2 separate regions of the Rattus norvegicus genome follow, and region 2 is linked to region 1. The links are chromatin contacts, called in public Hi-C maps. All regions are on one chromosome and are shown on one strand. The core of a region is the stretch at or near the end of the contact, and the rest is flanking DNA. Distances in the headings are between cores, read along the strand shown. Region 1 holds the start of Crybg3 (crystallin beta-gamma domain containing 3). Region 2 holds the start of Riox2 (ribosomal oxygenase 2).

Evidence for each region. Hi-C and Micro-C count contacts between places; a contact is called where the count stands out from the background.
Region 2: a contact with region 1 is called in a Hi-C map of the A7r5 cell line, with 3 times the contacts expected there. The contact joins the promoter of Riox2 here to the promoter of Crybg3 in region 1. A contact is called at or near these places in 10 of 12 Hi-C or Micro-C datasets (the A7r5 cell line, the Rat2 cell line, Schwann cells and 7 more).

What each region holds. Positions count from the first base shown.
Region 1 is chr11:54,216,952-54,219,901 of GRCr8, forward strand. It overlaps Crybg3 (crystallin beta-gamma domain containing 3), which reads left to right and starts at 1,448. Exons shown (of 22, transcript XM_213639.11): 1 at 1,448-1,781. The coding sequence starts at 1,633.
Region 2 is chr11:54,352,298-54,355,247 of GRCr8, forward strand. Riox2 (ribosomal oxygenase 2) reads right to left here and starts at 1,455. Exons shown (of 10, transcript NM_153309.2): 1 at 1,438-1,455. It also overlaps the pseudogene Nlrp4a-ps1.

The sequences.
Region 1 (2,950 bases), core at 198-2,697:
TCATAATGAATCCTAGAATTCAGGATGCAAGAGTGTGCTTTGTATGCTAAGACTGTAAGGCTAGAGGAAGTCTAAAAATCTGCTGAATATTGGGAAAGCAAATAAAAATTCAATACGAAGAATTTTCCATGTTTTGAGCCTAATACTTCTGCATGTACCTAGGAGACTAATTATAAAGAAATACTAATATCTGGACTATCACCTAATAGAGAGAAATAGTATTATTGAAAATCAGAATTGCTTCATAATCTTATTGGCTGCCAGACACTTTTACCCCCAGACAGACTCCTGCCTGCACCCTCTGTGCCAACGTTGAGGTGTAGGGTCGCTTTCCTCACAGGGCAAATGGGTGAGGCAGCTGGTAGTCAGCTAACCTTGTTTTGGGGAGACACATTATTCTCTAGGCCTTGAAGTTGCAGGAAAGAATTTGCTTCAGGTTTTTGGTTTTGAATCCTTCTGGGCTTTCTGATTAGTAGATCTTTAATACTTATTCTCTTTCAAGATAATGTGAGCTTGGCCAACTTTTTAATGCTGTCTAATTTTATCTTATCCTAATTTTTTCTTATTCTGTTACCGTGAGTTTCAGATCCAGTTGAAGGATGAAAATGGTTCAAAGGGGTAGCTGTGGGGCAGCGGGAAGGCTCCTTAACCGACTATGATTACTTGGGGCTGACAGACTGCAAGCTCCTCACTTTTCAGGCCAACCACAGAGGGATATCACCTTATTTTCATGTTATTTGCCCACCTAACTTTTAGTGATTAAATGCCCCACTGCTTTCTTGAATTTTGTATCTCTGGAATTTGACTTCAGACAAAATATGACAATACACCTGGGGTGAATGTGGCACTGTGCTTTCTGAACTAGCTGCTACTCTGTTTACAAAGTCATTTTATTATAATGTTAAGAACCTCTGGCCTTACAGAATACAGTAACATCTACGCAACAACAAAACTATTTGTTTCAGCGTTTTCTGGTTTGAGTCATACTTGACTCATTTGTTTTTGATCAGGGTCATTTCTTGAAAAAGGATTCTGGGAGTGGCCCATAGGTGAAGGGTGAGAGCTGAAGCACACCTGGGTGAGTTAGTTACTCCACATCTGAGCCAGCTGAAGCAGAAACAAGGTGCTGACAGCTGGACAGATGGGCTCTCCCCTGCCGGCTGAAACTGTCCTTAGAAAGGCTGTGTTTTGCTTGCAGGGCTGCAGGGCAGGCAAGCTGGTGCTGCATCTTGCCAGGTGTTTCCCCAGACTTGATTACCCAGTTTTAAAACGATCCTAACTAGGGAAGGGAAGCAAGGCATTTACAGTTTGTGTGGGCCAAGCCAAGTGGGCTGCTGGCCGTGGTGGTTTGAGCGGGAAGCCGGAGCCTAGCATCCCCAGGCTGCTTCTCCGGGACCTGCGAGCTACGGCCGACGGGGCGGTCGCGGCTGCTGGCTCCTCCCGGGGGCGGGCAGCTCCGGGCGCGGGCAGGAGGAGGAGCCGCACGGGAGCGCTCGTGCCGGCCAGGCTGGAAGAGCCCCGCCGGCCGCCCGCGCTGACTCCCGCTGTGCTCAGCGAGCCAGGGCTGCGGCCACCCGCGCTCCGGCCAGCGGCTCGTCGGGGCCCGCGGACGGCCCGGCGGCGCGCGGGGAGATGTCCGGCGGCCGCAGGAGGGGCAGCGCCCCCTGGCACAGCTTCTCTCGGTTCTTCGCTCCGCGGAACCCTTCCCGGGACAAGGAAGAGGAAGAGGAGGAGAAGCCGGGGACCGGCCAGCCGGCGGGAGCGAACCGGAGTGCAGCCAGGTGGGAGCCGCGGGGGCGCTGTGCGCTCCTTCCTCCTTCGCTCGGGTTTCCTCCCGTCCCGCCCTGGGTGGCTTAGATCTGGGGAAGTTCTTGCTCCCGGCCGGTTCCTTTCCCGCCGCCATCGGGGCTCCCGGCTCTGTCCCCTCCACTCGTGGGAGGCTGTGCAGCGGCCGAGGGAACCTCGCGCCCCTCCGCTTCGTGCTTTGTCATCTTAAGGTTTTCTCGAAGTGACTCCTAAAAGAGTTGCGATAAGAGCTTTCCGAGACTACTTCCAGAATCTGGAGTCTTCGCCAGATTTGTTTACAGTTTAAATGTTGCCGCCCTTCCTCCTTCCTCTCTCTCCCACTTGGGACATCTGACTGAGGCGCTCCGATTTGGGGGAGCCGGGGCTGGAGCTGAGAGCTGGCTTAGTTTAATGATTATTATGCGCACTCTTTCCATAACCTCTTTTCCTCTACTGCTGCTTTAAAGACTGACATTTTTAAAAATTCGTCTCATTAAAATGTCCGGTTTTTTTTTTTTTTAATTTCCTCATCTCCAAAAGGAGGTAACTCTCCCCTCCCTCCCTCCCTCTCTCTCCCTCCCTCCCTCCCCCCCCCCCCTCTCTCTCTCTCTCTCTCTCTCTCTCTCTCTCTCTCTCTCTCTCCTTCTACCTCTCCTCTCTTTTTGAGAAGTGAGGCCAACTTCACTTGCACCAGAAGAACCTGTAACCCATGTCCTTGGAAGGTTGCCCTCTAGAGAGCTATATTTACCTCAGACTAAAGACTTGCTGATGGACTTCAAAGAAAAATGGATCTGAAATCACTGGCGCTTCTAGTTCCATTACTATTTAGGGTTTGTGATTTGTTGTTAGCCCTTCGTGCTCCTCGGTTTTCCTAATTGTGGAACATGTTCTACTGTAAGCACCTGTTAGCATAATGCATCTTTCCAAGAAATGGCCGATTATAATTGACTGGCTATCCTACTTGGAATTTCAGATACTATTGGCCTGGTTGTTGATGCTTTTAAGGCTCGAAGTTTCCCCGGTAGTTTTGGAATCTGTCGTGCCTCACCTGCCGTGGCTCTAACTTCGCTAACAAACTTCAGTGATCTGAAAGTGGCAGACTCAGCACCCTTTGGAAACTTGAGAATGGTGGAAGGGAGTAAGCAGGCCAGCTCCTATCAGCATT
Region 2 (2,950 bases), core at 205-2,704, 140 kb after region 1:
ATTCTTAGTATAGTCGACAAACTTGAAGAATTTACATTTTAGGCCGTCCTAATTTCCCCATGGTAAAATTTGATGTCAAAAAGTCACAAAGAGCTTCTTAAGGGATAGCTACCTCTACCTTACTAAAATCTAACCAAGTATGGCACAAGACAGTCAAGTCATAAGATTTTTTTCTTCACTTTTTCTTCTTAGCAAATTCTCAAGCCTTATTCACCCCCCAAAACAAACAAACAAAACAAAACAAAAACACACCCAAGAAAAATAAACAAAACAACAAAATAAAACACCACTTGGGAAAGAGGAGGAGGAGGAGGAGGAGGAGGAGGGGGAGGAGGAGGAGGAGGCGGCGGAGGAGGAGGCGGCGTGCACAATTCAGGACTATTACTCTGTACAAGTAACCATAGATATCAACACTAGCGGCTGGGAGGGAAGTCTCTCTCTGTTAGTATTTTACCAGCAAAGCTTGTAACATGCAAATTTCTAGATGCACATAAAGCCTAGTAGATTACTACTTCAGATGCTGGAGGCAGAAATCTACATTCACACAAGTCCTTAATTAACGAATTTTAGGCCCACTAACCTAGAGAACACTAGATTGGACTTGGCTCAATTAATCACGCCTGACAATAGTTATACATCATGGGCCTGAGAGATGGCTAAGTCAGTAAAGACACCTGCGGACCAACCCTGACCACCTTGTTTAATCTCTGAGACCCACATAGCGGAAGGAAAGGATTCCCTCAAAGTGTCCACCAACCTCCACCGGTACACCATAGCACGTGTGCATCCACACAGGGAATAAAACGATAAATTATTTTTTAATTATATATTGCTTGTAACAAGATCACCAGGCTAACCTGCACATAGTAGGGTTTTCATTAATTCAGAGATGTCTCACTGAATGGCAGTTATGTTTTGGAGCTTTATACAAACGGAATACGAATCACGTGTATTTGGGGGGCCGTGAGGTCACAAAAGATGCAGCCCAAAAGTTAGAGGCATCAAGGTACAAAAAGGAGCTGGTAAAGCCCAATTCGCGGCGCCGGAAGTTCAGATGATGAATGCTGGTGGACTTCCTGAAACCTGTTCTTAGTAACCTGTTGGACACCCTGGAGTCAGGCAGGCAGTTTTCCTCAAGTGGAGATGAAAAAGCAAGCTCCGTTCCGAGTCGGGAGCAGGGCCACAGTCCCCGTGCCCCGCCTCAGTCCGCCGCACGTGCTCCCCGCCCCTCCCCGTCTGCGCGCGCAACCTCGCTCTGGCAAGCCGGCCAAGCTCGCTTGTGCCTCCGGCCACCCGGACCGCGGTGCACGTGGCCGGGTCCGCAGCCCTCAGCCACCCAGCTCACCAGCCAGGCCTGAGCCCTCCGGAGCTGCACTTCTCAGCCGGACCCGAGGCGCACACGCTGTACCGCACGGTAGTCAGAACCACCACACTCACCAGGTACGGCCTGTTGCGTGTCGTCTGCAAGTTGACTGGGCTACAGCGTGGAGGGGCGGAACGGCGTGGGCACGTCAAGGGCGTGCTCCCGAGACGAGGCCCCACCTCCCAGACGTGTCCCCGCCCCGAGATGTGGCTCCGCCCCCGAGCTTCTGGCCCCGCCCCCGCACCGCAGCCCTGCTCCTGCCTACAACTACCTACCTTCCCCTGCACAGGCCTGCTAATGAACCTAAAAACCATAGAATGTGAATGTGCTTTTTATGGTTGATACCTCCAAATCTGAAGTAGAGGGAAATTTATAAATTTGGACGGTTACAAGAACATGCTTCTTGAGAGAGTGTGCTCGGTTGGTTCACAAAAGATTCAAATTGTTTGTCATTGTATATAGCTTTAATATTTATACGATTGTTACTAATTTAACATTTTTGGTACCAACTATCTTATTTAGATTTCATATATTTTCATTCCAGTCCTTTTTAAACTTTTCTTTATTTTAATGTCTTCTTTCATACAAAATTTATTTTGTTTGTATTCTTTCCCCTTCCCCAATTCCATTCCAGATTTTCCCCACCTCCAAACCCATCCAATATCATGTTCTTTCTCTTTCTGATTAAATAAAAAAATCAAAATGAAAATAAAACCAAAATGTCAAAAATATCAAAACAAAAAAAGTACACACACACACACAAAAAAAAAAAACATGGAATTAATTTTAGTGCTAGCCAGCTAGTACTGAGCATGGGGCCTTCCTTAGAGTGTAGTTAACATATCCTCTGGAGAAAACTGATTTCCTCACGTAGAGACTAAAAAAGGCGAGCTACAGTCCAAGTCAGGAGCTGGGCGACAGATACCGCACCCTGCCGCAGTCTGCCGCACATGCTCCACGCCCCTCCAAGTCTACACACAGCCTGGCTCTACCACAGCCACCCAGCAACATGGGCTAATTTTCCAAAGAAAATATTAGTTGCAAATAGTTTCAGTTGAGAGTGGGATTTTTCACTTATGCAGGCCTTCATAGGCTGTCGTCAGTCTCTCTTAGTTCATATGGACATCAACCCTGTAATATTTGGAAGATGCTATTCCTTTGGAGTCATCCATCTCTGGCTCTTAAATCTGCTTCCTTTTTCTCCTAGATTATTAAACGATGAGAGGCAGGGGTTTGATAAGGGCATCACATTTAGGGATCAGGTGGATTTCTGATATTGTTTTGTTTCTGTTGTCTGACTATGTTAACTTTTTAATTTTAGGAATCTGATGAAGAGTTCGACAATTAGCTTTCAAGAATACAACTGTCATATCCCAGAATTGGAGCATGATTCAAAAGCCTATTGGTTGTCCTTCGTGGAAAGGGAGGGACTTTAACAAAATATTGTTGATTGGCTGTCTTAAAAGCCACAGAAGAGTACTTGTTTTGAAGCCAGGCAATTCCAAGATCAAGACATTGTGGATTCTGAATTTCAGTGTGTCTGGTGTGGGCCCCCAACCCAAATTTGGTAAACGAGGTCTTTGGTAC